Linked DNA regions of Gossypium hirsutum: region 2 is linked to region 1. The links are chromatin contacts, called in public Hi-C maps. All regions are on one chromosome and are shown on one strand. Each heading gives the region's core, a stretch centred on a gene start, on an enhancer-like site or on the middle of the called end of the contact. The rest is flanking DNA. Distances are from core to core; before and after follow the strand shown.

What was found. A called contact is a pair of places that touch in the nucleus more often than the background predicts.
Region 2: a contact with region 1 is called in a Hi-C map of leaf, with 2.2 times the contacts expected there. The contact joins the promoter of LOC107948548 here to the promoter of LOC107893937 in region 1. A contact is called at or near these places in 2 of 34 Hi-C or Micro-C datasets (both in leaf).

Annotation. Positions count from the first base shown.
Region 1 is chrA06:41,528,738-41,532,088 of Gossypium_hirsutum_v2.1, reverse strand. It overlaps LOC107893937 (putative E3 ubiquitin-protein ligase LIN-1), which reads left to right and starts at 1,842. Exons shown (of 12, transcript XM_041115868.1): 1 at 1,842-2,085; 2 at 2,340-2,497; 3 at 2,650-2,712; 4 at 2,795-3,143.
Region 2 is chrA06:42,470,672-42,474,007 of Gossypium_hirsutum_v2.1, reverse strand. LOC107948548 (probable polyamine transporter At3g13620) reads right to left here and starts at 1,384. Exons shown (of 1, transcript XM_016883136.2): 1 at 1-1,384. The coding sequence starts at 1,147.

The DNA of each region.
Region 1 (3,351 bases), core at 593-3,092:
TATTCTTTTGATTTAAAATTATAATAGAGTGTGAGAAATATTGTGTGATACATTAAAGAATTGGTAATACTATATATTACCTAATATATGGCATAATACTAACACTTATTAAATTGCTAATTTTATTTTATTAATTGTAGTGCTCAAATTAATAAATTTTAATAGTTTGATAACTAAATTTAAATCTCTCAAATAGTCGAAAGATGTGTAATTTATTAATAATATTTTATAAATTTTATAAAAAAATAGTATCATATGATAAATAACTTGATAATAAATTATATATAAATAGTAATGATATTAATAGTAGCTAACAAAATTGTAGACAAATACAATAATAGTACATGATTGATATCAGGAGATCAAATTACTAATTGCATTATAACTTTTACTATATCTAAGTGGAATTATAATTTAAGCTTTGTTGTATAATATTTATTACATTATTTGGTTAAGTTGCATGTTTTAAATTTAAAAAATTACTAATATGTTAAGTTGTACTTAGAGTTGTTCATGAATTGAGTCGGGTCCTAATGAAATTTTAGGTCCAATTGTTAGCTTTTGGTCTAGTCTAACCAAGAAAATGGGCTTAAATATTTGTCTAAACCCAGCCCGAATAAAAATGCTAAAATTTAGATCCAATCCGACTTGACCCGTATTAATTTTTTTAACTTCAATTTTATGTAAAAAAATTTAAAAAATATAATACACCAAATATACTTAAAACATTAAAATAAATGTTTCCCAACAAATTGAAAATAAATTAAAAAAGTGTTTATATTTAAATAACACTAAGATAAGTGGAGCTTAATAAGTAAATGCCTCTAAAATAGTAGCAAAATAAACAATAAAGTAAGTGTTATACAATATCCAAACATTAACAACAAAATAGTAGCAACATAATAGTGAAATGATAACAAATAGTGGCAAAAAGTGGGAAAATAACAACAAAAACAGCAAGGTTTTCTATTGAAAATTTAGGTTGGGTCGGACTCGGGGCCAAAAAAACATTACCCGAGATCTAACCCGTTTTCTATATGAACTTTTTTTTTGTCCAAACTCATTTTTTAAATTTATATTTTCACCCAAACTCTCTTATTTTTTTTGGACAGACTCGACTCAGGCAATGTACAACTCTAATTATAATTGATTTTCAACTTATGTACAACATAACAGTAAATAACAATATTTTATAAGCAATTAATAACATAAATATAAAAGGAGTACTAAATAATTTATAATAAAATATAAAAACATTATTTCATAAAATAATAAATTATATAAAACATAAAAATAAAAAATGATAATAAAAAGTAATTGTAAATTTATAACAAAAATTCTCAAATTTGTATAACTTAATAACAAAGTAAAAAATAGATATTTATATAAATATCATAATATTTTTAATACCAAAATGAAAATATATAATTTAAAAGTTTAACTTACAATTAAATTAATAATTACATATTTTTAAAATTACTAAACAAAATTAATTAGTTAATTTTTGTAAAACATATAATTTTTGTATTTTAAATAATTCACGTGTTAATACGTATAGAAAAAAATAAAATAAAAAATCATTACATATTTATTTTATTGATATTATGCTTTAATTTTTTATTATATTTATTTATATTTTAAAATTAAAATTAAAATTAATATTGATTTAATATAACACCGATTGTTTTTTTTTTTGACAAAAATCAGATTGGGCTTATTTGACCATAAAACGTAATATCCAACAAATCAAAACAGAAATAAACTAGACAAAAAGAGGCCTAACACTTAAGCTTTGGCCCAAAAGGAAATTCAAAAACTAAATTAAGAGTATTCTAGAATACCATAATTATAACCCCTATTCTGCACAATCAGAAAACCTGTTGCACGTCTTGTCTGCTAGGCTGGCATTTCTTCTTCAAGACGTTTTCACAATTCCAAAGGGGGCATTTAACACTTTGTCTGTTGATCTGCCCATTTTCACAGCTTCCCTTTCTTTCTCTTCTTCTCTATCCATTTTCAATCCGGTTCACACACACTATCATTTACTCTCTGAAATTCGGCATATTTAGGAACACTATCCACCAGGTATATCTCCTCCCTTTTCTTCATTGATTCTTTGGCTTGTAAATGTGCTAACATATTTGCTACTCTTGGGATATATGCAAACGTTAAGTTTCTAGATCTAAACATTATTTGCTGGATGTCATGTATATATGCTCCGATATGTGATTTTTCCTCTCTGTTTTCCTTGCATTTCTTGATGATTGATAATGAATCACCCTCAATATTGATCTTGGACCATTTCATCTCCATCCCGATTTGGACTGCTCTACAACAAGCGAGTGCCTCTGCAGTGAAAGCTGAGCCTATCTGGTGATGAATCTCTGAGCAAGATATTAAGGCCTTTCCTCCACTATTTCTAACCACTATCCCTGGAGCCGCTTGACTGATCTTTTATCATATGCTGCGTCAAAATCAATCTTCACTATCTGATCAGGTGGATGTTTCCATTTACTGACGTCCTGGGTAATTTTTTGTGTTTCTTTTTCATTCCCATCTACCTCACTGATGTAGCTCTGGACAAAATTTGCAGTTTCTTTCCCAGATCTACTAACTTTCTTATGTAATCTATTGTTTTTTTCTCCCCAGATTGCCTATAACGCGCAACAAAATAATCTACACAAGGAAATATTATTCTGGGCAAACACCCAGGTTAGCCATTGTAGAAATTCCATATTAGGTTCCTATAGAAGCTTCTGGAATGATAGTTCTATCCATATTGTCATTGATACAGGGCATTCCCAGAAGAGATGGTCCATTGTTTCCACTGCTGATTCACATCGAGGGCAGATTGCATATTAGTAATTAGCTTTCTGTATTGCATGTTAGCTCGTGTAGGCAAATAATTCCAGGAGATTTTCCAAACTGTAATCTTAATTTTGGAGGGTAGATAGCCATAGTTTTTTATAGAAATTGTTGTAGTCGGTCTGTAAAGCATAAGCACTAGGATCTTCCAACCTTGTTTATAGGCACTACGGATAGAGTATTCTCCCGAGAGTTCACCACTCCAAGCCAGGAAATCATCATGAGGAGCTTTCACCAGAGGAATATGCAGAATCTTCTCAGCTACTTTGTGAGGAAAGGTATTGACAATCTTCTCTCATTTCCAGCTTCTATTATGAACATCAATAAGCTCAGCAACTTTAAAATCACATAAATTATTAACAATTGACGGTAATCTATAATTTCTTTTATCCGGAATCCACGCATCATGAAGAACCGAGATATCCATGCCCCTACCCACCTTCCAGCAAAGTCCCTCCCCCAAAATTCCTTCTGCCGCCCATATAC
Region 2 (3,336 bases), core at 135-2,634, 940 kb before region 1:
CAAATTCTAGTAACATCGCTAAGCTATACAAGAAATTAATTGAAGAAATTAAGTCTGCAAAGTTCATAGAAGAAACTGCTACAGTTATCAAAGTTGAGACCAAAATCCCTAACCAAGGTGTGTTAAACCACTTGGATCTCACCGAGAAACATTGAGGCAAAACCCCTAAATCAGCCATTCCAAGAAGCTGGTATGCGCAACTAGTGAGTTGTGCTTCATAGAATCCAATACTTGATAAAACTGCACCAATTTCAAGGAAGATCATTAACGACTTGCCTGCAATGAGTTGGGCTACATCAGCAAAATAGCCATTAACCCAATTTTCTTGCTTTAGTGGTATAGCCCCAGTAGCGGCTAAAAGTGGCACCAGGTAAGCTAAACAAGTGAGCAGCCCGGCTGAGAAAAGAGCTTTAGGGAATGTCTTTTGGGGTCGATCCACTTCACCTGCTAAAGAACTGGCATTGTCCCAGAAATTCAGGTTCCAAAAAAGGGTATTGAAAAACAATGACCAATCGGTTTTAACTCGGTCCTCATTCAAACTGATCCATCTACTTGGATCAATATTGGGAATTGAAATCAAAGCCAACAATATGAATGGTACAAGTGAAAAAATACCTAAAAGTATTGCAGTGTAACCAACTACAACCAAGCCTGTGTAGTTTAAGAAAGATAAAACCAAAGCTAATGACACTACTGCAAAGTATCGTGATGCCCCACAAGAGAAAAGTGGGAGAACTAACTTAATATACTCGATACAAAGAACTGAGCATGAAGCGAGGTTGATGACCCCACTGAGGAATTTCCAGGAACCAATAAGTGAACCCCAGAATGGCCCAAAAGCCTGGTGAGCCCAGATGACGTAGCCGCCGTTACCGGGGAAGGTGGTGGCAAGCTCAGCTGTGATCAATGCCTCAGGTATGCTCCATAGGAAAGGGAAAATGAGGAACCCCAATATGGAACAAAGGGGCCCAGCGGCACCTACTGCTGCCTCTGCACCATATGCTCCCCCGGAGACCTCGAAGTAGATGAGGAAGATGAAGGGGATGATAGATAGCTTTTTGTGGTTTTGACTGGCACTGGCAGCCTTGGTGGTCGGAAGAGTTTCCTGGTGGTCTAAGAGCTGCTGGGAGTAATTGGAGTCTCCCATCAGGATCGCTTGCACTTACTTTAGGAATTGGAATGCTCAAAAGCCCTTGAATGTTGGCTCGATTTTGCAAGTAAATTCACTCCTCCATTTGAACATCAGATGCAGCTATTTTTAAACCATCCACTCTGCAACTGTGAAAACTCAGCAGACAGCTCTTGCAAGTGGCTTTCTCCATAATTATTGGAGTTAGGCCCACGCGTTATCAGCTATATATGGTTGTCAATTCAATCGAACTGCATACTTGGGCAAAGTAATATTCGAGTGACAAGCAGTTTTTAGATATAGTCAATCTTTCATAAAATTTAGTTTCTACTCTTAAGAAAATTTACCAATTTAATTTTTAATTAATTTTTTAAATCAACATAATTAAATTATATCAACATATTTTTTAATTAATTCTTAAGAAATTTTACTTTTAATTATATATTTTTTAATTTGTAATTCGAATCATAGTTAAAATATATTAACTTATTTATCAATTCAAATATTAAAAAAATTAAAATAATAATTAAAAATTTATATCATATTAAAAAATCGATATATTATTAATCAATAATTTTTTTATGATATTAAAAAAATTCAAATCATAATTAAAATTCAGTATATATTATAATATTATTTCAAGTAATTAATCTAAAACAACACTATTCAAAATAATAAACATAAATAAACTATTTTAATTTTAAATATAGTACTAATAAAAAATGTTAATCATTATTAAAACATTTCTACTGATTATAAAAATTTGATATATTGTAAAGTAAACTCTCTAATAAATTGAGTTCATACATAACATATAATTAATATAAAACGTAATGTTTGCAAAAGTCCATATATAAAATTAAAAAAAAAGTATTATATAAAGAATTACAATTTGCTAGTTAAAACTAAAATAACTTTTTTTTTCTTGTCAACTTCTTTTTGGTAATAGAAACGTAATAGCTTATTATTATTATTATTATTATTATTATATAAGTTCTTTTAACAGAAGTATTTTAATAAAATTAGAATTCTTATTTATAATTATGATATATAGAAAAAAATATTTTAGTGAAATTAAATTCTTATATAAATTTCATAAATAATAAAAATACTTAAAATGAAAAATTCAATAATATAATTATGGGTGAGTGCTCGATCGAATCGAGTGAAAAAATTTCGAGTTAGGGGAGTTGGCGAGTTCTATTTTATCATCCTATCTTGATTTGAAATTTTTTCAAGCCAACTCAAGTGAAATGATATTCGAGTTGAATCCAGCCAAACAAATTTGTTAGGGTTAAATTTAAAAATATAAACTGGCCATATTGAACTCTTATTAATAATATGACTAAATTTCAAGTTAAATAACATAAATATCATATATATTTTAAAACTATTTTAAAATAAAATAAAATGTCAAGATAATTGGAATGGTAAATTTGATTTGATAATTTATTTTCTTGTTTAAGGACTCAAATATATCATTTTGAAATTTTAAAAAGATATAATTTTGTGTTTATATATTTTAAATAAATTTTAATTTTTAAATATATTATAAAATTTTGGGAAAAAAAGTATTTTATAAATTTATTATATAAATTATTAACCCTTGAAGATTGATTTGATTTTTTTGTAATTCTTTTAGAGGGACCAATTTGCACTTTTTCAAATCAGTCAGGGACTTAAGGGTTATTTACATCCATTTGTTATTCAAAATATTCAAATTGTAAAATTCAACTCGACTCAAACTCAAAAAACTGAATTACTTATTCAAGTTTATTCGAAAAATTAAATTTTTTATTCAAGTTTATTCAAAAAATCGAATAACTCGAATTGATTAACTCAAAATTCAATAAAAATTTTAAACTTTTCGAATCGAGTTTTGGTCACCGCTAAATATAATGGAATGTAAGATCTAAACAAGCAGTCATAGATCTGAAAACAACATCGAAGAGAGCTTGTTGGTTTTGATTTTTGCTCTAGTCAAAGTTTTGAGGAAATGCTAAAATACATCAAAATCTCCCACTCGCATATAGTGGGCACTATAACACCCCTAAAATTGTTATACTTTAAAGGCAATAATAAATCAAGATTGTGTACAATTGATTTCTTGATAAAGTAAAATAAGGTTATGCAAATGATAAAAGAAAAGGTTGAGGAGTATCAAAGAAAGTTGAATTGAGAAGTATGTTGTGGTATATTAAATTAAA